2 separate regions of the Sus scrofa genome follow, and region 1 is linked to region 2. A link is a contact called in public HiChIP or PLAC-seq data. All regions are on one chromosome and are shown on one strand. Each heading gives the region's core, a stretch centred on a gene start, on an enhancer-like site or on the middle of the called end of the contact. The rest is flanking DNA. Distances are from core to core; before and after follow the strand shown. Region 1 holds the start of SLC19A2 (solute carrier family 19 member 2). Region 2 holds the start of SCYL3 (protein-associating with the carboxyl-terminal domain of ezrin).

The links. HiChIP or PLAC-seq counts read pairs in DNA pulled down with a chosen protein or histone mark.
Region 1: an H3K27ac HiChIP or PLAC-seq map of alveolar macrophages shows a contact between it and region 2. The contact joins the promoter of SLC19A2 here to the promoter of SCYL3 in region 2. A contact is called at or near these places in 1 of 5 promoter capture datasets (liver), 2 of 47 Hi-C or Micro-C datasets (heart right ventricle and skeletal muscle) and 1 of 2 datasets of contacts at active chromatin or transcription factors (alveolar macrophages).

The regions. Positions count from the first base shown.
Region 1 is chr4:81,506,014-81,512,676 of Sscrofa11.1, forward strand. It overlaps SLC19A2 (solute carrier family 19 member 2), which reads left to right and starts at 4,208. Exons shown (of 6, transcript NM_001142667.1): 1 at 4,208-4,487. The coding sequence starts at 4,284.
Region 2 is chr4:81,131,120-81,137,649 of Sscrofa11.1, forward strand. SCYL3 (protein-associating with the carboxyl-terminal domain of ezrin) reads left to right here and starts at 2,916. Exons shown (of 14, transcript XM_001927973.6): 1 at 2,916-3,397.

The DNA.
Region 1 (6,663 bases), core at 2,958-5,457, 380 kb after region 2:
CTAGTCTACCTTAAACATGCCCAGTACATTTATTTTAGCCTACTGGGCAAAATCATCCAACACAGGCCTATTTTTAAATAAAAGTGTTGACTATCTCATGCCATTTATTAAATACTGTACTGAAAATGAACAACAGAGTGGTTGTATGGGTACAGAATGGTTCTAAGTGTTGGTTTTCATCCTCACAATCATGGCTGACTTGGAGGTGTGGCTGCAGCAGCTGCCCAGCATCACAAGGCAGCATCGTATCACACATGGATAGTCCCAGAAAAGCTCAAAATACCAAGATTTCTACTGAATGCTTATTGCTTTCACACATTGTAAAGTCAAAAAGTTGCTAATTTGAATCATTGTTGACAACATTTGTATAAAGAAAAACGTCTCTCAATGTTCTATTTACCCCTACAGAATAGGCAAAAATATTTGCACATCATACATCGGACAAGGCTCTACTATCCCAAATCATTGGTTCTGAAAATTCCCCCTATATATAGAGCATTCTAACAATTCAACAAGAAAAAGATAAATGATACAACTACAAAGTGGGCAAAAGACTTGAAGAGACATTTCTCCAAAGATGATATACAAATGGCTAACATACATTAGTCATTAGGGAAATGCAAATCAAAACCACAAATGACAGCATTCCACACCCCTAGGATAGATATTTTTAAAAAGGAAATAGACAATAACAAGTGCTGGCAAAGATGTGGAGAATTGGAATCCTCATTACATTGCTGGGGGAATGTTAAATGGATTAGGTTCTAGAGAAAAGTTTGGCAGTTCCTCAAACATTTGAACAGAATTATAAAGTGATCTGGCAATTCCACTCCTATATACCCCAAATAATTAAAACCAGGTATTCAAAAACTTACATACAAATGTTCATAGCAGCACTATTCACATAGCCAAAAACAGGGGAAAATATCCAAAAGTCCATTAATTGATCAATGGACAATCAAAATGTGTTATATACATAAAGTGGGATTTTTTTCAGCTGTAAAAAGAATGGAGTACTGATACATGCCACAATGTTGGTGAACCTTGAAAACCTTGAAAGAAGGCAGAAGCAAAAAGGCACATATTGTACAATTCCCTTGGTACAAAACATTCAGCATAGGTATCTACAGAGGCAGAAAGCATATTAGTGTTTGCTGGGGGTGGTGGGAGGGGAGAATAGACAGTGATTTCCTAACAGGTCCAAGTTTCCTTTGAGGTGATGAAATTTCTTAGAACTAGAGAGAAGTGATGGTTGCACAGCACTGTGAATGTACTAATGTCACGGAATTGTACACTTAAATACAGTTAATGAGAAATCTCGCACTGCGTGAATATTACTTTAATTTAAAAAATATATTCTATTTACCTCTGTATTAGTTTCCTATGGCTGTATAACAAACTACCCCAAACTTAGCTGCTTAAAAAATTATAACAACTTAACTCACGGTTCTGTAAATCAGAAATCCAGGTGGGCTTGGGCGCTTTCTCTTCTTAGAACTTGACAGGCGGAAATTAAGATGTTGGCTGTGATGCGCTCTAATCTGGAGGCTCTTTGGAAGAAGCCACTTCCAAGTTTGTTTAGGTTTGGAGCAGAAAGCAGTTCCCTGTGATTATAGGACTGAAATCCCCAGTTCCTTGCTGGCTGTCAGCCAAGAGTCAGCCTCAACTGCCACAGGGTGCCCACATCTTTGGCACACAGCCTCCTGGAGCAACAGTGTGACATAGCTTTCTCCTTTTTCAAACATCTTTGCCTCGTTTGTTACCAGCAGGAGATAATTCTCTGCTTTTAAAGGGCTCCTGTGATTACATTGGGCCCACCTGGATAATCTCACGTTTGCCACACAGTGTAACAAACAGTTGTATTATCTCATTAAATTCAGGGATTCCACTCCACACTCAAAAGGGAGGGGATTACACAAGGCAAGGCTCACTGGGGGTCATTCTCAGAACTATTCCATGACCTCTTAGAGAAAATAATGTTTTAAAAAGTTTTTTCCTAATTCAAGAACAATTATTGTTAATGCCCAACATTGCAAAGAGAAGTTGAGGTGCTTAAGTGATTTATACCAAGGAAAATATTTCAGAACCAATGATTCACAGATTAACATAATTTAGGTCTCCAAGATTCAGGGAAGGGATGGAAAGCTGTTTTTAATAAGTGCACTTCTCTTTCTGAGGCCTCTTTTGTTTTTCTTTCTCTCTCTCTCTCTCTCTCTCTCTCTCTCGCTCTCTCGCTTTTTGGCTTTTTGGGCTACACCCGCATCATATGGAATTTCCCAGGCTAGGGATCGAATCAGAACTGCAGCTGCCTGTCTACACCACAGCCACAGCAACACCAGATCTTTTAATCCACTGAGCAGAGCCAGGGATCAAACCCACATCCTCATAGATACTAGTTGGGTTTGTTACCACTGAGCTACAACAGAAACTCCTCCTTTTCTACTAAAGCACTGAATGCAAATCCAAAGGCAAAGAAATTGCCAAGAGGACCACTAGTGTTTTAGGGGACTAGATAATTGTATTATGCAGATTACAAGTTCTTACTTTGAGGCCTCAAGACTTCCTGTTATTTAGGGCCCATAAAGACTCTTTATTTTTGTGAGTTATACCTACTGGTAGTGCCATATTAGAAATTCATTTGGAAAGTTTCTAAACACAAAAATTTACAAACACATATTCTCTTATCCTTTAGAGGGATGTCATCACACATCAGGTAGTCTCCAGAGGGCAAAAGAAAGTAAAGTCCTAGTATTATTATGAAAGTAGTTTGACATCGTGGAATTCTGAAAAGATCCCACAAATCCCTAGGGCTTCCTGAACCACACTTTGAGGCCCACTGATAGATGCAAATACCAACAACTTCATTCCTTCAGTGATTAATCAACTCACACATTTCAGTGCATTCACTGCACAGTCTTAGAAACAAATCTCCATTCCCTTTACTGGTATGTCCTTCCATGTGGTAGAGAGAGTCATTTTTTGTGGCTGATAGCAAAAAGTATCCTCTTTGCAAAAAGGGTCATTTGCTGACTCAGAAGGGAATTTGAGATGATTCGTGATATACATAAAGCAAAACAGTTCAAAATGTTTTCTGTGAGCTTCTGGCAGTATCTGTACTCTACAAATACTGCACAGGAGAAATTGCTTTTGGTGCAGCTTGGTCTGCAGTGAAAGGACTGGGATACCGTCAAGCTGAGTCAGGCAGAAAAAGAGAGAAGTGAAAGCAAACCCTGGGTATTTTCAAGCTTTGCCCTTGAAAACTATGCCAAGACTTTTTTTTTTTAATAAAGAGGTGATACTTTGCTGTTGCTTTAATGACTCGGGATTTCCCCCTTACCCTTTAAACACAGGATATATCTACAATTATGTTTACTTTCTTTGTACCCCGCTTACAAAAAGTAATGAAATAAAGCTAATACCCTTAATTAGAACTCCATCATGGTCCTTCTGTTAAGTGACTAGCTCATTCATTCTTTTCACAGTATTTTATCGTTTTCCAGCTCGGTCTTTTGGTAAACGCCCTGAACTGCTTAGGTTCCAGGCTTCCCATGTCTTTTTACTGCAGATGAATACAATCTACAGACTGAAAGCCGCTGGAAGAAAAATAGAGCATTCTTCCGCCTCAAGGTTAAATCTTTGCCCCGCGCTGGCCGCTTGAGGAGAATGTGAGCGGACGTCCAGAGAGGGACTGCGTTTAAAAATGAGAGAGAAGACTGGAACAGCGTTTTCCTCTCCGTGGGGATAAAGCCCACATGGAGCACTCCGGAAAGGTGAGCTGCTGCACTGAGCATGACCGAGCCGACCTCCAGCGTGGGCGGGCCGATCGCCGCCTGACCGTCGCGCGCCGAAACCACAAGCAGTCGCGTTAGGAGCTGAGTCCTCCAAGTCCTCGGCGCCCGAACCAGAGGACGTCAGCCGCCAGGCGTGTTGCAGCCACCGCCACCGCCCCGGGCTCCCAGCTTGTGACCAATAGAAGAGAAGCCAATGCCCTACGTCCGCTGTGATTGGCTCCCAGCGGGGAGGCGGTGGCGGAAGGTGGGTCTTCGGGAGTGTCAGGTTTTCCGTGGCGCTGCGGGCGGCGACACGTGAAGATCCTGCTGCCAGGAAAAGCTGAGAGGTTCTGCGGTCGGAGGCGGCCATCCCAGAAGTGCTTGGCCCTGCCGGGAGGAGGAAACACTTACGATCGCAGGTGCCCGCACTGGGGCAGTGCTTCAACCTGACTCCAGTTGGTGGAAGACGAAAAGGAGCAGGAAGGGGCCGGGTCCCCGTCCCTCGCGCCCCGGATGGATGTGCCCGGCCCGGTGTCCCGGCGGGCGGCGGCGGCGGCCGCAACCGTGCTCCTGCGCACGGCTCGGGTCCCGCGCGAATGCTGGTTCTTGCCCACCGCGCTGATCTGCGCCTACGGCTTCTTCGCCAGCCTCAGGCCGTCTGAGCCCTTCCTGACCCCCTACCTGCTGGGGCCCGACAAAAACCTGACGGAGAGGGAGGTAGGCGCGGCGGGAGGACGCTGGCTCCGCTGGCAGAGGGGACGGGCGGGCCGAGGCGGGTGCGGTTGAAAGACAGGACTGAGAAAGGCGCTTGAGCCCCAGGAGCCATTCTGGGGAGAGATTCCTGAATGTTCCTCTTTGAAAAAAGGCTTCTTGCTGGGCGCTGCCGTAATTCATGCTGTTTTTCTGTCCTCCGTTGAATTTATAGGACATGTTTCAGGTGAAGGGTTCGGAACGCAGTTCGGAAACCCTAGTGCCCTTGTGCTTCAGGCGATGTGCGGATGATGCTGTAACTGTGTAACTCTGCTCAGACTGAACCAGTAGTGGGAGGGGGGCGGGGAGGAGAAGAATATTTGGAGAAAAAAGGGAAAACAGCAGGTTGTACTTCGAACATAGTGAAGGTTTAAATAAATATTTGCTGCCTGAAAGTAAGGAAACAGATGCAAGGCAACTCCTGTTTTCTGAAAGGATCTTCCCTCTACCTACTGTACCCTCTTCCTTCCCCTACCTTACTTTGTTTACCCTTGACAGATAGATGTACTCAGATAAGGACTGTATAGGACAAGAACCCATCCCTTATCTCGTCTTGATTTTTAATTGCGTGAGACTATGTCCTAGAATATGCCCTGCCTCTCACCTCTACCAACCTCCTGGGATAAAAGCAGATATTTAGGTGTTGTCACATAGTTGGAATTTAATTAGAGTTCTTCTGGCATTGTGAATTGTTGCTTCACGGATGTTAGTCTTGCTCCTTTCTGTTCTGCTGTGTTCAGAGTAATTGAGAGTACATAGTCCATGATCAAGAACTTCTTGCTGAGTGATTTTCCCTGGGAGGATATTTAAGTACTCCAGAAGTGCATGGTGTGCTTTAAAAATGTATTTAACTCTTTAAAGTGTATGGTCAATCTCAACACTTGTTTTTTGAAGAAGATATTAACTGAAGAAGGAGTTAAATTTAAGGTGCTACCACAAGGCCCAAATAAAGCAGATTCAGCATCCTTTCCCTTGAACACTACAAAGCATGAAAACTGAGGCCCGGTATTCCTTTCTGGAACAATACAAAGAGTGAAAGCTGAGTGGGGAATTGTTAGCCGTTTTTTCCTCTGTCAACTCTTCCTCCCACCCTGCCTCCCTGCTCCAGTGCCTATGAAATATTTCTCCCATTTAAACCTTACTCCTTCCCCTGTGAGTAGTAGTCACTTCTGAGTAGCAACTTGGTATCCCTGCATAACAGGTTAGTGCAGGATATAATTACTCATAGTCCAGTTTGTTGTTGCCTTGCTCCTCCATTTTTTTTTTAAGTTTTATTGAAGAATGATTGATTTACAATGTTGTGATAATTTCTTCTGTATAACAGTGATTTCAGTTGTACATATACACACATTCTTCTTCAGAGTCTTTTCCCATATAGATTATCACAGAATATTGGGTAGAATTCCTCGTGCAGGTCCCCATTGGCCAGTCAATCCATACACCACTTCTATTTTTAAGAGAACTTAACAGGGAATTGAAAATTGGCATTGAACCCTGGGTTGAGGATTTCACTTGTTTCTCATATCATCTCACCACTAGCAAGTAGCTTTTACCCAACATTAGATCTTCTATTTCGCAGTCATATGGACCATTCATTACCTGTTTGAACTATAATATTTTTTAAAAACAATAGGAAAGTGGAAGGAGCCAACTCTTATGAATAGAATGGTTCTACAGGAAAAAAATGACAGTAAATACAAAAGAGAATGATTCTGGAGACCCTTAACAACTGAATCTGAGTATAGCCACTGAAGCAGAAATGATTCTGCTTGTGGGCTGCTAACAATTAGTTTCATGTGAACTGCCATGTGATCTGCACAGCTTGTGCACATGGGGGAAAAACATGCTCCCAGTGTTGATATTTGAAAGCAGACCTACTTTGTCCAAGTGCCCTGGGTGGAATTGGTATGTGATGTGCAGTCACTTGCCCTGTCTTATCAGAAAGCTTCCTGGGGTGAGTGAAATATGTTCAGGGGTATAGGAATGAGGCAGGGGTACCCTAGCCCAGGAAATAGTTGCTGAATGTATAACAGAAACATAGCACACTTCTGTTACTGCAAGTTAGATAAGGAAGATGGCAGGTCTGAAGAGAAATCTGGTGGTCTGGAAAGGGCTGTCATTTGTCTCTGAGGACCTCAGAATC
Region 2 (6,530 bases), core at 1,666-4,165:
CTCCTTGTGACTGGTGGTAACCTTCAGGAGATCAGCAACAAATATTTGTAAAATATGTGTATGGCTGCGTGCACCTCCCCTCACCTTTATCACATCCCTATATTCCCCCTTTTCCTCCTTGGGTGGTTTCAGCCCAGTCAGTAGTTAAGGATAAAAAAACGATGTCGGGGTCATCTGCAAACGCAGTCTCCTCCAAGGGTGAGAGGCAGTGAGTCCTGCAGGCTATGAAAACTCAGGATACTGGCCCCAATAGCAGAGGTACATATCAAAGGAACGATTTCAGTGAGCCCAGGCCTCTTTTGTTCTTGCTCCCCGCCCTTTGTAACAAAAACTCCTATAAATCCTAGCTCCTCCCTCAGTGCCACTGAGCAGTTTCTCAGAGCTACCTGAGGTGCTGTCTCCCAGGCTTAAGTCCTAATTTTGCCCCAAATAAAACTTAACTCTCAACTTCCAGCACATTTTTTTAAAGTCAACAGTGGAATAAACATAGTCTGTAACATAAGGCTGTAAGTTCTATAGCATTTGTATAGTGTTTACAGTTTACAAAGGCCAATATTCCTCACAACATGGGTGTCAGGCCATTTGTGGTCAACTTTAAATTTCTTCAGCACAGACAGGGTAATATTCTGTGTGGGTTAATTGGTTGAAGCTATGCCCTAGAAGTAGCTAGCATTCTAGTTATCAGGAATCCACATTCCGGGAGTACTTAACTAGCATCATACCAGAAAGGCCACATTCCAGATATGTAGCTACAAATTACTTTAGTCAGCTTGACATTCGAAGACTCTAGATGTTTTGTTAATTATCATAGTGAATACCAGAAATGGCTTTTTATTGGCAAAAATATTGAGGCAGAAGGTTAACTCAGGTAGTCAGTGTAGGAGCATGGGCTTTGATGCATTCTTTGATATTGCCATTGATTAACTTTTGTGGCTTAAGGGTTCCAGGGAGTAACACTTCCACAGGCTTTGTTTTATTATAAGAAATGAGCGTTCCCCGCTGGCTTTGTTTAATATAGAAAATGCAGATCTCTAGCCCACTCCTCAACTGATAAAAGAGGAATGAGAGGAGTTCCCGACGTGGCGCAGTGGTCAACGAATCCGACTAGGAATGATGAGGTTGCGGGTTCAATCCCTGGCCTTGCTCAGTGGGTTAAGGACCTGGCATTGCCGTGAGCTGTGGCGTAGGTCACAGATGTGGCTCCGATCCTGCATTGCTGTGGCTCTGGTGTAGGCTGGTGGCTACAGCTCTGATTAGACCCCTAACCTGGGAACCTCCACATGCCTCGGGAGCTGCCCTAGAAAAGGAAAAAAAAAAAAAAAAAAAAAAAAGGAATGAGAGGAATTGTAAAAGAAAAGGACAAAAGAAAACAAAACAACCCACAGAACTTCCAGGACATTTCCAACCCCCAAAGCCCTACTGGACAAGGACTGCTATAGGTACTTGAATAAGGCCAATGAGGGAAAACCACATTTTTCTGAACCCCACTTTGGTGCCTCTCCCCACCTTTAAGAGATAAAAACCCCTATAGGACAATAGAGAAAGGGGGCTCTTCTCTCCCCTCCCAGCAACCCTGGGAGCGATCAGCTTTCCTTTAATAAAGACATTGATTGCTGCCTGTGTGTTCCTGGAGGTCATCCTTCCACCACCTTGAACGAGAACCCGGATTCCAGTATCATCTTTCTGGCACCAGTATCAGCTTATTAGTTATGATGAATACTAGAGATGAGGTCTCAGAGAATGATCTCCACTCCTGAATAAACATGGTCTAAAAATTTGAGTCCTCAGCCTTTAGAGATGCCATCTAAGGTTTCATCTCTATTGGTCCTGGAAGATTTCTGGTTGCCAGATGCTGAGAATAACTATGATAACAGAATCCTACCATAACAGAATCCTACCTCTGCAGCCCTCTACTTCTGCTTCTCAACTTTCTAGAATGGCACCCCCCATACTATAGTTGCTATCTATAAGTGACTTTTGAGCACTGAAATATGGCTAGTTTAAATTGTAAAAAATACACATCAGATTTTAAAGACAGTACAAAAAATGTAAAATATCCCATTAATAATTTTTTATTATATTTTAACACCTATCTTCTGGATAGGTGTTAAAAAAAGGCAAAAAAAAAAAAAAAAAAGGAATGAGAGGAATGGTGAAAGAAAAAGACTAAACAAAACACCTATCTTCTGGATAGGTGTTAAAATATAATATTAACTTCACCTCAGAGTTTTTACTGTTTTTAATGTGGTTACTGGAAAATTTAAAATGACGTATGTGACTCAAATTGTATTTCCATAGGACAGTGCTGACGTAGGACAGAGCTCGATCTTCAATAACTTAACAGGACAGATAAAATACTATTTGTGTCTACTTTCTAATAAATACTCATTTCTGAATAAGGGACAAAGTTTGGTCTGATATTTGCTTTTATTTAATCGGGTAAAGAAATTGTGGGGTCCTTGTCCATATTGCTATAGACCAAAAAGAATTAAAAATTTTTAGGTGATCAAATGACTTAGCTGTCAACTGTTAGGTAGTAGAAACGTTAAAAACCAGCGATGATAATAACTACTACTAAGTCACATGCAAGATAACAGAAAAAAACTTGGTTGGAATCATGTAGTTTTAAAACTATCACGTATATTCTTTATTCCACAACACGCTATTAAGTAGCAACGATTAATATTAATAATAAGTACTATTAAGAGTCCTAACTTGACTCCTTGCAGAATTAACTGTAACTTCGCATCTTCTGCCTGAAAGGCTTCAGCGGCAATCACATCAACCTCCGCCAGCTTCAGCCGCGGACCCGCGCTACTCGGCCCACACAGCACAGCCAATCAGGGCTTTGGGGTGAGCTACGTCACTCTTCCGAAAGTCCTCTCCAATTTCCACAGTGCTCCTATTCTCCGCCCGCCTCTTTCCTATTTGTCCAAGGCGGCGGCGGACGGCCATTTTAGATTTGGGCGGAAATGCAGTTCAAACTGTGCGGTTAAAAGCCTGAAAATTAAAATCAAGCCATATTTGCACGTTAAACTTAAGGCCCAAGAAAGCAGTCACCTTCACGGACTAACTAGGCCGCGGGCACAGAGAGTGAACGGCGGAGTCGGCACCGGCGCCCACACTCAAGATGGCACCAGCTTGAGAATCACCCTCGCGGCCGCTCTATCTCGGTTCCGGGTTCCTTCGCTTCAGTGGTGGTGTTGGAGGGCTGAAGGCTGGCATTCTATCCGGCTTCCGGACAGTCTCTATGGTGCCGGAGGGACCAGACCTCAGAAGATTGTGGGTGTAGTGGCCAGAGCGTCACGGGGGAGGTGAGGGTGGTTGGTGTCAACAGGGGGCGAAGAGGGGACCGGAGCCAAGACCCTCGCCCGCCTCCCCCGCCGCCCTCCCGCAGGTAACAGGGAGCCCCACGCGGCGTCCTCCGTCAGTGCGGGCCTGGGCCGCGGGGGAGGGGGCCGGGCCGGGTGCGAGGCGGTGGGCGCGCGCGCCCCGATCTCGGGTCCGCGCTTGGGGCCCGCTCGGGGGCGAGCTCGGCGCGGCGCCGCTGCCGGTTGAGCTCTGCACTCCGGCTCCGCGCAGCCTCTCCTTGCTGAATGTGGGGCGCCCTGCTAACCTGGGCTTCCCGGGCGACCCCCGCCCGGTGCGGCGCTGGCGGCCGGAGCTTTCGAAGGAAGCGAAGGAGTTTCGCCTCGCGGGCAGGTGTGGAAGGTGAGGGGCCAGCGTCACAGGACTGCCGCCCCTGCCCCTCAGTGGTCCCGAGGAGTCGCGGTTGGACCCCCGCTCCCCTGCCCCAGCCCCCTGGCCGCCCTCCTCGCAGCGGGCAGGGCGAGTGTGCGCGGCGGGCCGGGACTGTGCCGGAGGCTGCGTGGCCAAGCCGCGGGAGCCTAGGGTTCCCCGCGCTGGATGCTGCCTTCATTTTCGATCCAAGACCAGTGCCAGGCCCCCAGAGGCCAGTTGGCTCCTGTCTTTGGGTAGTGCTTTTTGTTAAGAATAAAGATGAAACATTTCCCGGAAAATCATTTATAGGAAACCATGTGAGTCCTGAATTTTGGAATCCCTGTTACTATTTTTAAGTATTTTTTTATGCATACCCACATAACATCCCATGTCTTAGCTGAAATCATACGTAGTTCTTTTGGTCCATAAAGGCTTCATTATGTATTGCTGGACTGAGTTTAAGGAATGTATATGTGAAAGAGATCAAAGCAAAGGGTCTGAAGTACTGTTATCACCAGATGGCAGAATACGAATCAATACACGGTGCCCTTTGAACTCCCAATGCAAGCCCTTATGGTTGGAACTTCCAAGCCCAGGGAGCTAGGATCAAGATCATCTCGATTAATTGCTGTGAAATGAACAGAGGGAGAGAGCGTTCCCCGGAGCACACTGATTTCTTAGTTTAGTGTATGAGTTGCCCCATGACCTAGACAAGGGCTTTTAGTCCCACAGGTGGCCCAGAAACTTGATATGCTGGCCAAGGAAGCAAAAGGATGGAGGAAGATAGGTGAACAACATTTTAAAGAGAAGATCATGATGCATGTTCATGTCAGAAACTGGCTACCCAGCGTTTATTAGAGGGTGGAGATGGTAAATTCTGCAAAATACCCATGCTAATATCACAATATTAGAATATCCTTTTCTGCATTTTTGTGATTTCTTAATTTCAAAGTTAAAAGGTTTTATGTTTCCCCCTTAACTCCTCAAAACAAAAAAGAGCACTTTGGAAGTCCAGATATTTTTCTTTATCAGTATTACATTTCAGTAAGCCAGTTTTAGCTGAATTAAATAATTTTTAAAACACTTTGTATCAACAGTTTTGATGCCTCTTAGGAGACAGTTTTGTGAAGTTAAGAATTAAGAATTACTGCTTTTAAGACATCTTCAAATTACAGTCAACAGTACATCTTATTTCCCCTTAATGAAGTTTGCACTGGACATGGGCTCTAACCCAGCTACTCTGTAAGCATTGCACGGATAGTATCATGGACTTCTGTCAGCATTAATCATGCTTTCAAAGCAATGAAATGTTATCCTTTTGAGTTCTTACAAGAAAGGGATTCATTCCTTTTTAATTTTTAGGTGGTATTTTCTTAGGGTCTTAGACTCAAATATGCACTGCTAAGAAAAACTACCAGTTTTAACTTCTTCCTATAGCTTTTTTAACCCTCAATTGTTAATGATATTATAGTGGGATTCATAATGTTAGATGGAAGGTTAATAGTGTTCCCACGAGGAACTGTTTTGCTATTTAGAAATGACTAAGTAAATGGCCATTGCTGTACCTTTGCTGACTGCCATTCATTCAGCTAGAGCCCTGCCACTGAACTCTCATGACCGTTTTATCTCCTTTAGAGATTAATATTAAAACTAAGTAAATGGCATGAAGATTCTCTGCCAAGAAAATTTTCATTTTCCTGCAGCAGTTCCTTATGTGTGAATTTTGGAAAGCTCTATTTTGTGGCTAGGAGAGAGAAGGAAGTTAGACTAGCTTCATCCATATATACACTTTCCAAAGTGGCACTTCTCTTCTCCCTCCTCTAGTCTGACTGGTTTTTTCAGACAGGAGGAGTTAAAAAGAACTGCTTGTGAAATGGCAGTTGGTTTCTCAGAGCAGAGACCCATTCAGGCTAACTCAGGGGGTACCTCAGGCTACCCAGGATTGTGGGTGGCAGTGAGGAAGTGGATTTGAAGCTGGGCTTCCTGTAGCCTTGAAATGGGGTAGAACGTGTTCCTCTAAATCTAAGTCATTCTCCTAGTGTTTGCATTTCCTTCTCCTGCTGCCAGCTGGCTTCCTCTCTGCTTGCCAGTTTTCTGCTTTTACATGGCTTTGCCTTACCATAGCCCTGACTCTATCCTATGACATCCTTTTACCTTCAGCTATGCTAATAAGACAAAAATATCTCTTGTTCATTCAGATTCCTGGGGCAAACAGTGATTGGCTCTGCATTCAGGCTCTGGGTCCTAGAGATGGCTCATGTGAGAATTGTCTACAGGGTAGGCACCAGACCCATTAACTGTGTCCAAGAAGAGGAGTGCAAGACCCAAGTACTAAACATGACCCTCCCTACAGGAGCTAGGGTTGGGGGGCGGGGCGTTGCCAGAAGGCACCCCACCATCTCCAGAATAGAGGTATTAACAGTAGTTGCTTTTCTGTGATCCTATATAAATGCTAATTTTATTTGTAGTCCCAGGAGGAAGGTGGATGTTTCACAGTTGACCCTTGAACAACATGGGTTTGGACTACACAGGTCCACTTAGAGGCAGATTTTTTTTCAATAAATAGGCACTGTAGTACTTCACAGTTGACAGCTGGGTGAATCCCCTTAGTTGGTTGAATCCACTGATTTGGAATGGCAAATACAGAAGGCTGACTAATGTACTCAAATTTTTGATTGAGAGGGTGTTGGTGCCCCAACCCCTGAATTTTTTTTTTTTAAAGAGTCTACTGTAGTTGAGATAACTTGCCATTTTTCCTTTCTTCCTCTCTTTCTTTCTTTCTTTCTTTCTTTGTTATTCTTAAGAAAGAT